Regions from separate parts of the Mus musculus genome. Here region 1 is linked to region 2. A link is a contact called in public HiChIP or PLAC-seq data. All regions are on one chromosome and are shown on one strand. Each heading gives the region's core, a stretch centred on a gene start, on an enhancer-like site or on the middle of the called end of the contact. The rest is flanking DNA. Distances are from core to core; before and after follow the strand shown.

Region 1 (4,628 bases), core at 1,526-4,025, 940 kb before region 2:
ATAAGATATAGGCTGCATCAAATGCACTCCCCCTTCCAACTTTTTTTCCAACTAAAAAGATTATATTTCCACACTTCTCTCTATTCATGGGATAGTTGATATTTCTCAACGTCCCATGGAGTTAACACAGAAGATGAATTTTACACCGCCTATACTGGGAAGAAATTTTCTTTTTTCTATGTGTGTTGTCTTAGTGTTCCATTGTTGTGAAGAGACACTATGACCAGAGCAACTCTTATAAAGAAAAATAATGTTTATTTGGGGTTGGCTTATAGTTTCAGAGGTTTAGTCCATTATCATCAGGGTTGGAAGCATGGCAGCATGCAGGCAGACATGGTTCTGGAGGAGCCGAGAGTGGTAGATATTGACTCACGGGTAGTAAGGATAGACTGTGACATTGGACATAGCTTGAGCATAGGAGACCTCTCAGCCTACCTTCATAGTGACACACTTCTTCCAATAAGGTCATGCCACCTCACTGTTACTCCCTATGGTCAAGTACTCACACACACGAGTCTTTGTGATTTATTCCTATTCAAACCACCACATGTATATATTTATATGATCATACATAAACATATACCTCTTATACATGTATATATGTGATTGAGCTACTACTACTACTACTACTACTACTACACACACACATATGGGTGAAGGTACTTGAAGAAGCTGTTGTTTCTGAACATAAATGACATGAATGAACTTTTGATGAGATGAACAATGATCACTGTGTCTGGCAAGGAAGTAATCAATCGAATGTTCACTCAATCCCCAGAGTGCCTTCAGTGTGCAGGGTTGCAAAGGAATGCAAAGTTAACTTTTTATGGGAGTATATAAAGTCTGAATTAAGGCCTACAAAAAAAATCACTTCCTTCATAGGCCCTTGAAGTAATTTTTTTTTGTGGTTTTATTATGATTGTGATTCTATGTAATGACTTGTAATGACTTAAAATAAATGGATGAAAAGAACTCTTAAAATTCAGGTGAAATGATGTTAAACTGTTATGTTGGCCTATCTCAAAAGAAACATCACTGTATCAGTAAAGGAGCAGCCTAGGAAAAGTGTAAGGCAGAAGTCCAGCTAGACTAGGCTGCTCACAGTGAGAGGTTTGTGTGTTAAGGAACCCCAGTGACTGTCCTTCACGTTGTAGGATCTTCCTAGCCTACTATTTTTTGTTTTAATTATATGAAGCTCCACAAATCCTGTAGAATTAAGCTAAATGCATTGTTTACTGACTGGCCAAAGTTATTGTTCTGTGACAGGTGATAATCTATTGCCTCTCTGTATTTTCACTGTATGTCCAAATTATGATTCACTCTGATGACTCTGGGGTGAGACTAATGAATGTCTTGGGAAAGAAATCTCTCTACCAATTGTAGCTAGTCATCAGATAGGAATTTCCAGTACACAAGATTACCATAAGGTGCAAGCAGAACTGTGTATGGTCAGGGTAGAATATATATATATACATATATATATATACATACATATACATATATATATACACACACACACATATATATATATACATATACATATATACACACACACACATATATATGTCTCACACCAATCTTTAAAGGATTATTTAAGGAAAAGTTATCAAAAGAAAGGATCCGCCTATATACAAAGGATTGAACAGTAAATATTTAAGGCCATGGAGGCTAAAAGGCAAAGTTAATGTTTTAACCCAACTTTTTAACTCTACAATCTTGCTACAGTTTTAAAGCACAGTCATATAAACAAAATGTCTGCCTGACTTCTAAATATACTTTATTTATAAATATTGAAATATTAATTTCATAAAATTTCTACATTTAAAGATATCATGTTTCTCTCCCCTAACCAGTTGAACATGTGACCGCTATTCTTAGCTTTGGGGTAGACGTCAAAGCAGGCAGATGGCTGGATACAACCCACTGGTCGTGGTGTGCAGACTCAGACATTCTCTAGCTCAGGTAAGGACAAAGATCAGTTGCAATTCTCATTTGACATGCAGTGTTTTTCAGGTCTTATCCTTCAGTGAGATGATGCAGAAGGTTGGGGGCAAGGCCTAGAAGACCTGCATTCCCGTGAAGTCCTCTAACCAATTTTCACTTGCTAGGGGACATAGGCAAAGTCTTTCATTTGTAGGAGGATGCCTGTCAAAGCATAGACTGAAACCACTACCCACAGTTACACAAGTTCCCTTTGGAGGTAGTGAGACAAGATGACTGTGGTAATCATACCCATAGCCTAAAAGCCTGCATTTTATGTTGATCCCTGGAGGTGATCAATAGAAGATAGGGTTGTTATTACCATGGTTATCTTGTCCGTCCACACCCAGACAAACAACCTCAGGTACTCTGCCTTAGGCTTGAGAATTAAAAAGATTTGTCATATAAAACCTGTGTAGCTAAGGCACCCACCATGGAAAAGAGCACAGTGCTTGCTACCTCTGGTACAAAGATAAAATGTCAGTGAGTCCAATACTGCATGTATAGGTAGCTGCCATCCTCATAGTTCTTAATAACATTGATAATAATAAACATATACCTCCATTTAAAGGGTGCTTTCTGCTAGGATTGGGGAGTCTGACTTGAGAAGTGTTCTTGCTTAGAGTCAAACAGCGAACCAAATTCCAAGTGTACTACAACTAGCATAAAAAATAAAATCAGCAAAACTTAGAAATTCAGACGGTAGGAGGATAATCAAGAGTCTCATGGGCACCTGTCAGAATCCTGCAGCCTGGAAGCCTGCTCATGCATAATTTGAATATTTATCCCCTAGATGGATACTTGCCAGGGGTTTATTTCAAACCTCCTGTCTCATGTAGAGAATGTGTCCTCGTCTCCTCTACTCACTGATCTCGTGTCTGAAAATATCTACCTTCAGCCTCTCTCCAAATAACTGGGCCAGAGGTAGTGAGTAAGAGAATTGAATTTTAAACGAGTGGTTAATGACACAATTATTGTAAAAAGGTTAGGAGGAAAATGTGTTCTGATGTCTGACCTTCCCAGAGTTCTAATCCCAGACATATGAAGAGATCAAAACGAACATAAGCACATTTTAAGGTTAGAGAGCATCTTCTCTGATAAATCAGTCTCTTTGTAGATCTGGAAAGTGAATTAAAATATGGCAGTGTGCCATATTCCAGGCTAAATGGCTACGGTTGCACTAAAGGTGTGGGCTTGGAGCATTTGCTGGGGGACGAGCACATGGCACAGTTCATGCTGAGTTCAGAACGGTTTTCCTCTGCCTTTATTGTGCTTTATGGAGCAGATTTCTCGACTGTATTTCTCAGCTTATTTTAATGTCCTTGGTAGAAACTGGCAGAATAGACAGTCTTCACTACACATGGGCACTACTCCATAATACCACATGAGGGCTTCCTAACCACTTTGGACTGTACTTAAGGTAACAGGATTCTTATCTTTTGTGACCCTCCTGACCAAATGAAGTTCATAGCCTCACCTCCATATCATAACAGCACAGGAATCAGAGACCTGGGTAAGGAAGCTGATCTATCTGAGTGCCAGTGACCAAGTCCAGAGAGACCATTGAAGCACATGAACATCCAGTGGACGGTGGGTTTCTATGCTGGGACAACCTGAATTTAACTGTTTATACATGAGCATGTCTGCCTTTCTCTCTTCAAATTACCCACGTTCCTCCTCTGTCAGGCCTTCCTCTTACTCATATTGTTCTTAAAATTTTAGTGTGTGTGTGTTGTGTGTGTGTGTGTGTGTGTGTGTGTGTGTGTGTTTCCTGAGACAGTGTCTCATGTAGTTCAGGCTAGCCTCAAATTCTCTCTAGAGCCAAGACTGACCTGGCAACACTGACCCTCTTGCCTTAGCATTCCAAGTGCTGGTATTATAAGCATGCAGAAAATCTGGAGGACTTTGTGGGTATTTTTGTATGTACAAATATATATATGTGTGTGTGTGGTATACATATTTATATGTCCAGGTGGGCATGAATGTTGTACACATGTATGTGAATTTTGTAGGCAAACCAGATGCTGTTCTCTGGGAGCTGCCCACTTTATTTTCTTGGACAATGTAGGCTGAATGAGCTGGCTAGGGAGCCGCAGAGATCTTCCCTGTCTAGGAACTACATGTATATGTCACCAGGTAAACTATTGTTTTCCCAATACATATCAAAACACATAAATGATTACTAAAGTTAGAAACACTTAACTGTATTTATTATATCTCTTGTATTATACTTAAGGAATTATTGGCCATGCCTTATTAGATAGCAACAAATAAATTAGTTTATGAAGATAAGTAAAAGTTATTATCTCAGCAATATTTATATCTATATGTAATATGAGGTGGCCATGATATACTTCATTCTGGTATATTTGGAAGCTTTACTCTGTGATACTAAACAATAAGGCAGCAGAGAATTAAATGGTCGGTTGAGAATAATTTCTTCATCTTTCTGGTAGTATCTCCAGAGTATGCACTCTGATGAGAAGATACCCCACTCTCCACAGTGCAGCATGGAAATATGATGTCTATGGTTGTATGTCTATAACCTCTTCCCTACTTGCCTTTTAAAATTACTCTACTGGGTTAGAAACTTCATTAAGTGTTCAATGATATAGAATGTGTGATATAGAATGTCATTTTATTATAAT
Region 2 (4,583 bases), core at 145-2,644:
GGGGACTCACAGGACCTGCCTTACAAACAATCCTGTAAGGTGCCACCAAGATCTGGCCTGCCATCCTCCAGGCACTCCACACTGCCAGGATTATCAGTTACACTGATTAACCAGGTCACAACCTCCGCAAACCTTTGCCAAGGGAACTTAGTGCCTGAGGCTCACAAACCAGCCACCTTATCTTCCCAATGCTCTCCGCAGCATCCTTGCAACAGCAGGAGCACTGTGCTACAGAATGTGTTCATGCATCAGGTTCTGCTTGGTTAAGGAGACTGAGGAGCCTACCTGTGTCCACCTAGCCCACGCCTTTCAGTTTTAGTAAATATATAGACACTAGAGAAAGGTAAAGAGCAGAAATGAAGGAAGAATTTTGAGAGCAAAAGGGTTAAGGGTTGGCATTTAAGGGATGCCTGAAGCCCATCTCTCTTGCTGCTTGTACAGCAGCGGCTAAGATGCAGTTAGTTACCTTTGCCTTCCCCAAAGAAACTGAACACCCTCCCCTCCCCATAAGCTATTGGAAATACATGCTGCACCTACAAGCTGTCAAGTGCCCTCCACAACACAAGAGACCTGGTCAGTGTTGTTCAGTGCGAAACAATCACTGTGCTTTGCAAAGAACCATGCACTGTGTGGGCACTCCAAAAAGGAGCGTTTCAAAAGGGATCACTCTATCATGAGTCCCAGTCTCCGGAGCCCTGATGTCCAAGTCCCTTCAAATTTCAGCCCAACTTCATCTGCTCATACTAAGGGTTGCACCCAAAGGGTATGGATACCCAGGTACCCACAGCATTAAAAAAAAAAAAGAAAGAAAAAAAAAGAAAAAAAAAGAAGAAGAAAGAAAGAAAAGAAAAGAAAAAGAAAAGGCAAGAAGGCGCCCACGGAGCAAAGGCGCACAGAGAGGGCAATCGCGTGACCCAGCTGAAGACGCTGATTTTAAAGGTTCTGGATGCATGTTCTGCTATAGGCTCTTCGGTTGGCGGTCGTAAGGCAACGCAACAAACTTCTTTTCGCAGTAATAAAGGAGAAAACTGGTCGCCGTGAGGTAACAGTGTCATCCAGGGGATGGGGGACTGCTACATGCCAGGTAGAGTTTTCTCACCTCCTCGCAGCCTCCCGGACAGCCCTGCAGGAGCGACAACCCTGGGTACTAATCTGTCCATCCCTAGCCCTTAAGGACCATGCTCTTATATCCCAAGCCACAGACCAGGGTGCCTGGGACAGTGCGCTCCAGAGTCGGGCTGGACTTACCCAAGCACAGCGCCTAGGAGAACTGGGCTTGCTCCACCGCCAACGTCCGAAGGTCCCGGCGGAGTGGCAAAAGCTCCCTACTTGCGACCAATCCTGGTTATGAACCTTGTGCTCTGTGGCTGCCGCGCGTTCCTCTCCCTCCCTGTGCTGGTGGCAGCTCTCAAAACCCGGCGCACCTGAGTTCAGGCTGCAGCGGTTCCTTTGCAGCCACTAGCGGAAGACTCATAGGGAGGGGGCGAGACAAGGGGAGGGCGGGGGCGGGGGCGGGGGGGAGCGCTCAGTGGAGCTGGGCATGCTCAGTGAGCCACCAGAGGCAGTGGACCCTTAGGCGTAGCACCTGCACCGCCCTGCCCTGGGGAGGCGACCCCGAGTACCCACGCGGGACACTGGTAAAGGGGGCATTGTTGGACATGACTAGCTCTGTCTGGTTCCTGGAGAGGGACATAAAGGGTGTGTTTGTGCTAGGGTACAAAGAGAGGATGGCATCTTCCTTTGCCACCGGAGTATTGGGGAACTAGGAGGTGCGACCGGCCTTTGGCTTCCTGCACAGTCGGAATCCGGAGGATCTTTAAGGTGGTGTGGCCGGGAATACCACCTCTGGGCTGAGAATCGCTTCGCATGGGTTTGGGATGAGCGGTAGTAGTGGACTAGACAGAGATGGCTTTAGGGTCGGTTTTATTTGCTTATTCTTAGGTCAAGGACATCGGCCAGACAGTGATAAGGACAGGAGCTGGTGTCTTAACCGGAGCAACAGACATTCAAGCTGAATGAGGCTGAATGAGCACAGAAGGGGGAAGGGGGAAGAGGAAACACTTGCGATAAAATAGGTACAAGGATCAATATGTGGTGTATGGGGGCATACTAAAAGCGTCGTTATTCAAAAGCAGGTGTAGCAGTTAATGACAGTCCTGTGGTCATTACACAGGGCTCTACGTTTCCTTGCAGAAATGGCTCCCTTCATCCCAACTCTAAATTTTGAAGTAGACATCGAGACTGGGAAGGAAGTCTGAGCCCCCTTGATCCCTGTGCAAAGGCAGAGGGGAGGCAACTCAGTGGAGCACATCTGGAAACCATTTACAGTAATCCCAAGAGAGACTGAGTTTTCTCTCCCTGGGTGGAAACAAAGCCCCCCGGGAATTTTACAAAACCCCAGCCTTCCAGTGCATGTCTCAGCAGATCAGAGCTACATAAACAACTTCTGACCATTTACACAATCATACAAACCTACCCTGACATCTCCATTATGTGGGAAAGATGTTAACTGGAAAACTATTTTTAAACTACTGTAGTAAGCAAACACTCCACTCCTCTAAACACATGCGGCAACCTCCTTAATTGATATAAGTGATTTTGTTGTATCTTTAGTCTCACTTTTGGGTTATTATTGGTTTTGATTTTTAACATAATTCATTCTTGAAAAATGAGCAAATGTTAATGAGGGAATAGCTATTACAGGTGTTTCACGGTTTCTGAAGTTAATGCTGGAAGAAAGAGCCCCTGACCTCATTTTCAAAGTACTTAAATCTAGAGACAGACTTAAGCCCCTCCCCTTCTCTCATGGGAAGGAAATTTCACAGAAAAGAAAACTTGGTAGTGTATTTTCCCTGGTGAATTATTAAAAATGAATGGTTTCTAGTAAGTTTGATGCACCTGCCTGATCCATGATTCTGATAACTTTTACTGCATTGCTTTACTTTATACTATATATATGTATATATTAATAAAGTATATTATATATACATACATATTTCTCTTTTTGTAATTTTTAGATTAACTTTTATAACTAGCATACAAAACAAGTGGATTAATTATTGCTTTTACATATATGTATTGAGTATTTTGTCCTGTATATGTCCTCTCACTACATTCCAGAATCCCTCTGTTTCCTTCTTACACCCAAACATCCATAGTCTATATTCTATTTTTAACTAAGTCACAGGTACACACAAGTGCATGTGCGTGCACGCACGCACGCGCGCACACACACACACAGATTCATAGATAGATAGATAGATAGATAGATAGAGAGATAGATATAACTTTTATATAGGATAGTCAGCAAACGCTGATAACAAAAACTGCCTAGCTTAGGAGAAAAACCTTCTTTTGTGTACTCATACACTCAGCATATGCTGAGAAAACATGGTATCATGACATTTTAAGCTCAATATATAATTAAGGCCAGTACAAAAAGGAGAGGAGAAAGACTGCCAAGCTGCTCCTTCAGCAGGAGTAAAATTGAAATAATTTTCTAAGTGTTGTGACCAGTATGAGAAAACTCCCGTGACTGTGTCCCTGAATTTCAGCTCTAAATGTTTCATTCGTTCGTTCTCTTACCTTTAATTCTTTCTCATGACTGTGACTGTGTGGGAGGCTTTGTACTCTAGCAAATGAAAGGAAGCTCAAATATGACCATGACTTAGTATCTGCTCAAGAGATGACCATCTAGTAAGGAAACCAGTGTGTATCTAGAGAGACAGATCTGGGTCGGGCTGCTGGGATGTCAGCTAACTGATAAGCTGGGGGCTGGGGATCTTTCTTTCCAGTGGCCTGCATCTAGTTTAAAATAAAAGCAATAATCCAGTCCCGATTTTCCATCCTGCAGGGAAGAAGCAAAGCTACCTCTGCCAAGAAAGCCAGCTTCTCACTGAAGCTCTCCTGATTGGGGAGTGTTCCTAAGAGAATCAGCCTCTGCCAGGAGATGGAAGTGGCTTATTTTGAAGACAACATCCTCACACGTGTGTGTCCCTGTATATCTGGGACCCCCAGCTAAGTGTCAGTTCCTTGCTCAGAGAACCTGTGATTGGGATTCTCTGGGGGGAAATGTTCAAAATGAATCAATTATCACCACCAGCAGAGAGTTCAATACCACTGTACAGGGACCCAGCTTTGTATTAGTGCATGAATGAATTACTGGTACTCATGTCATTTGCAAATAACCATCATTATAGCGCAGTGGAAAATTCCCCCTACCCATTTAGTCTAAGTAGCACCTTAGCAGAGCATTGCAATAACCCTCATGGACCCTCCAAAATATTTGCACATATATGTTCAGATTAAGCTCCAGATAGTTTAATATGAGAGTATCTATTTGGACACAAGGTCACCCCTTACACTCATTAAACCAATCTGAATGAGGTCTGATAACTCTTAAGGGAAATCAGCACTTGAAATGCTTTCGACTTTTTGGAGACACGGATGGAATATATCAGCAGGCTTCGCTCAGCATGAGACAGCTCTGAAAACTCCAGAAAGGACATATCGCTGTCCCACCCCACCCTCAGAGTCGTTCTTCACACATCTAAGGCTTGTGGTGGGTGTGAATTTAATGTAAG

Evidence for each region. HiChIP or PLAC-seq counts read pairs in DNA pulled down with a chosen protein or histone mark.
Region 1: a contact with region 2 is called in an H3K27ac HiChIP or PLAC-seq map of SST interneurons, with 10 times the contacts expected there. The contact joins the enhancer-like site here to the promoter of Cntn4 in region 2. A contact is called at or near these places in 5 of 39 promoter capture datasets (the C10 cell line, cranial neural crest, embryonic stem cells and 2 more), 3 of 115 datasets of contacts at active chromatin or transcription factors (SST interneurons, embryonic stem cells and forebrain) and 1 of 9 other capture datasets (embryonic stem cells).

Annotation. Positions count from the first base shown.
Region 1 is chr6:106,620,123-106,624,750 of GRCm38.p6, reverse strand. All of the region lies in intron 15 of Cntn4 (contactin 4), which reads right to left. Among named protein-coding and RNA genes, the nearest start is that of Il5ra, 130 kb to the left of the region's middle. Within about 2 kb of position 2,775, at least 4 of the 459 cell types and tissues checked have an H3K27ac peak or open chromatin away from gene starts, as enhancers often do. A contact at or near this core is called in SST interneurons, where this site is marked.
Region 2 is chr6:105,674,556-105,679,138 of GRCm38.p6, reverse strand. Cntn4 (contactin 4) reads right to left here and starts at 1,394. Exons shown (of 26, transcript NM_001109749.1): 1 at 1,249-1,394. Gm15631 (predicted gene 15631) reads left to right here and starts at 1,558. Exons shown (of 3, transcript NR_132434.1): 1 at 1,558-1,637; 2 at 1,942-2,075; 3 at 3,854-4,583.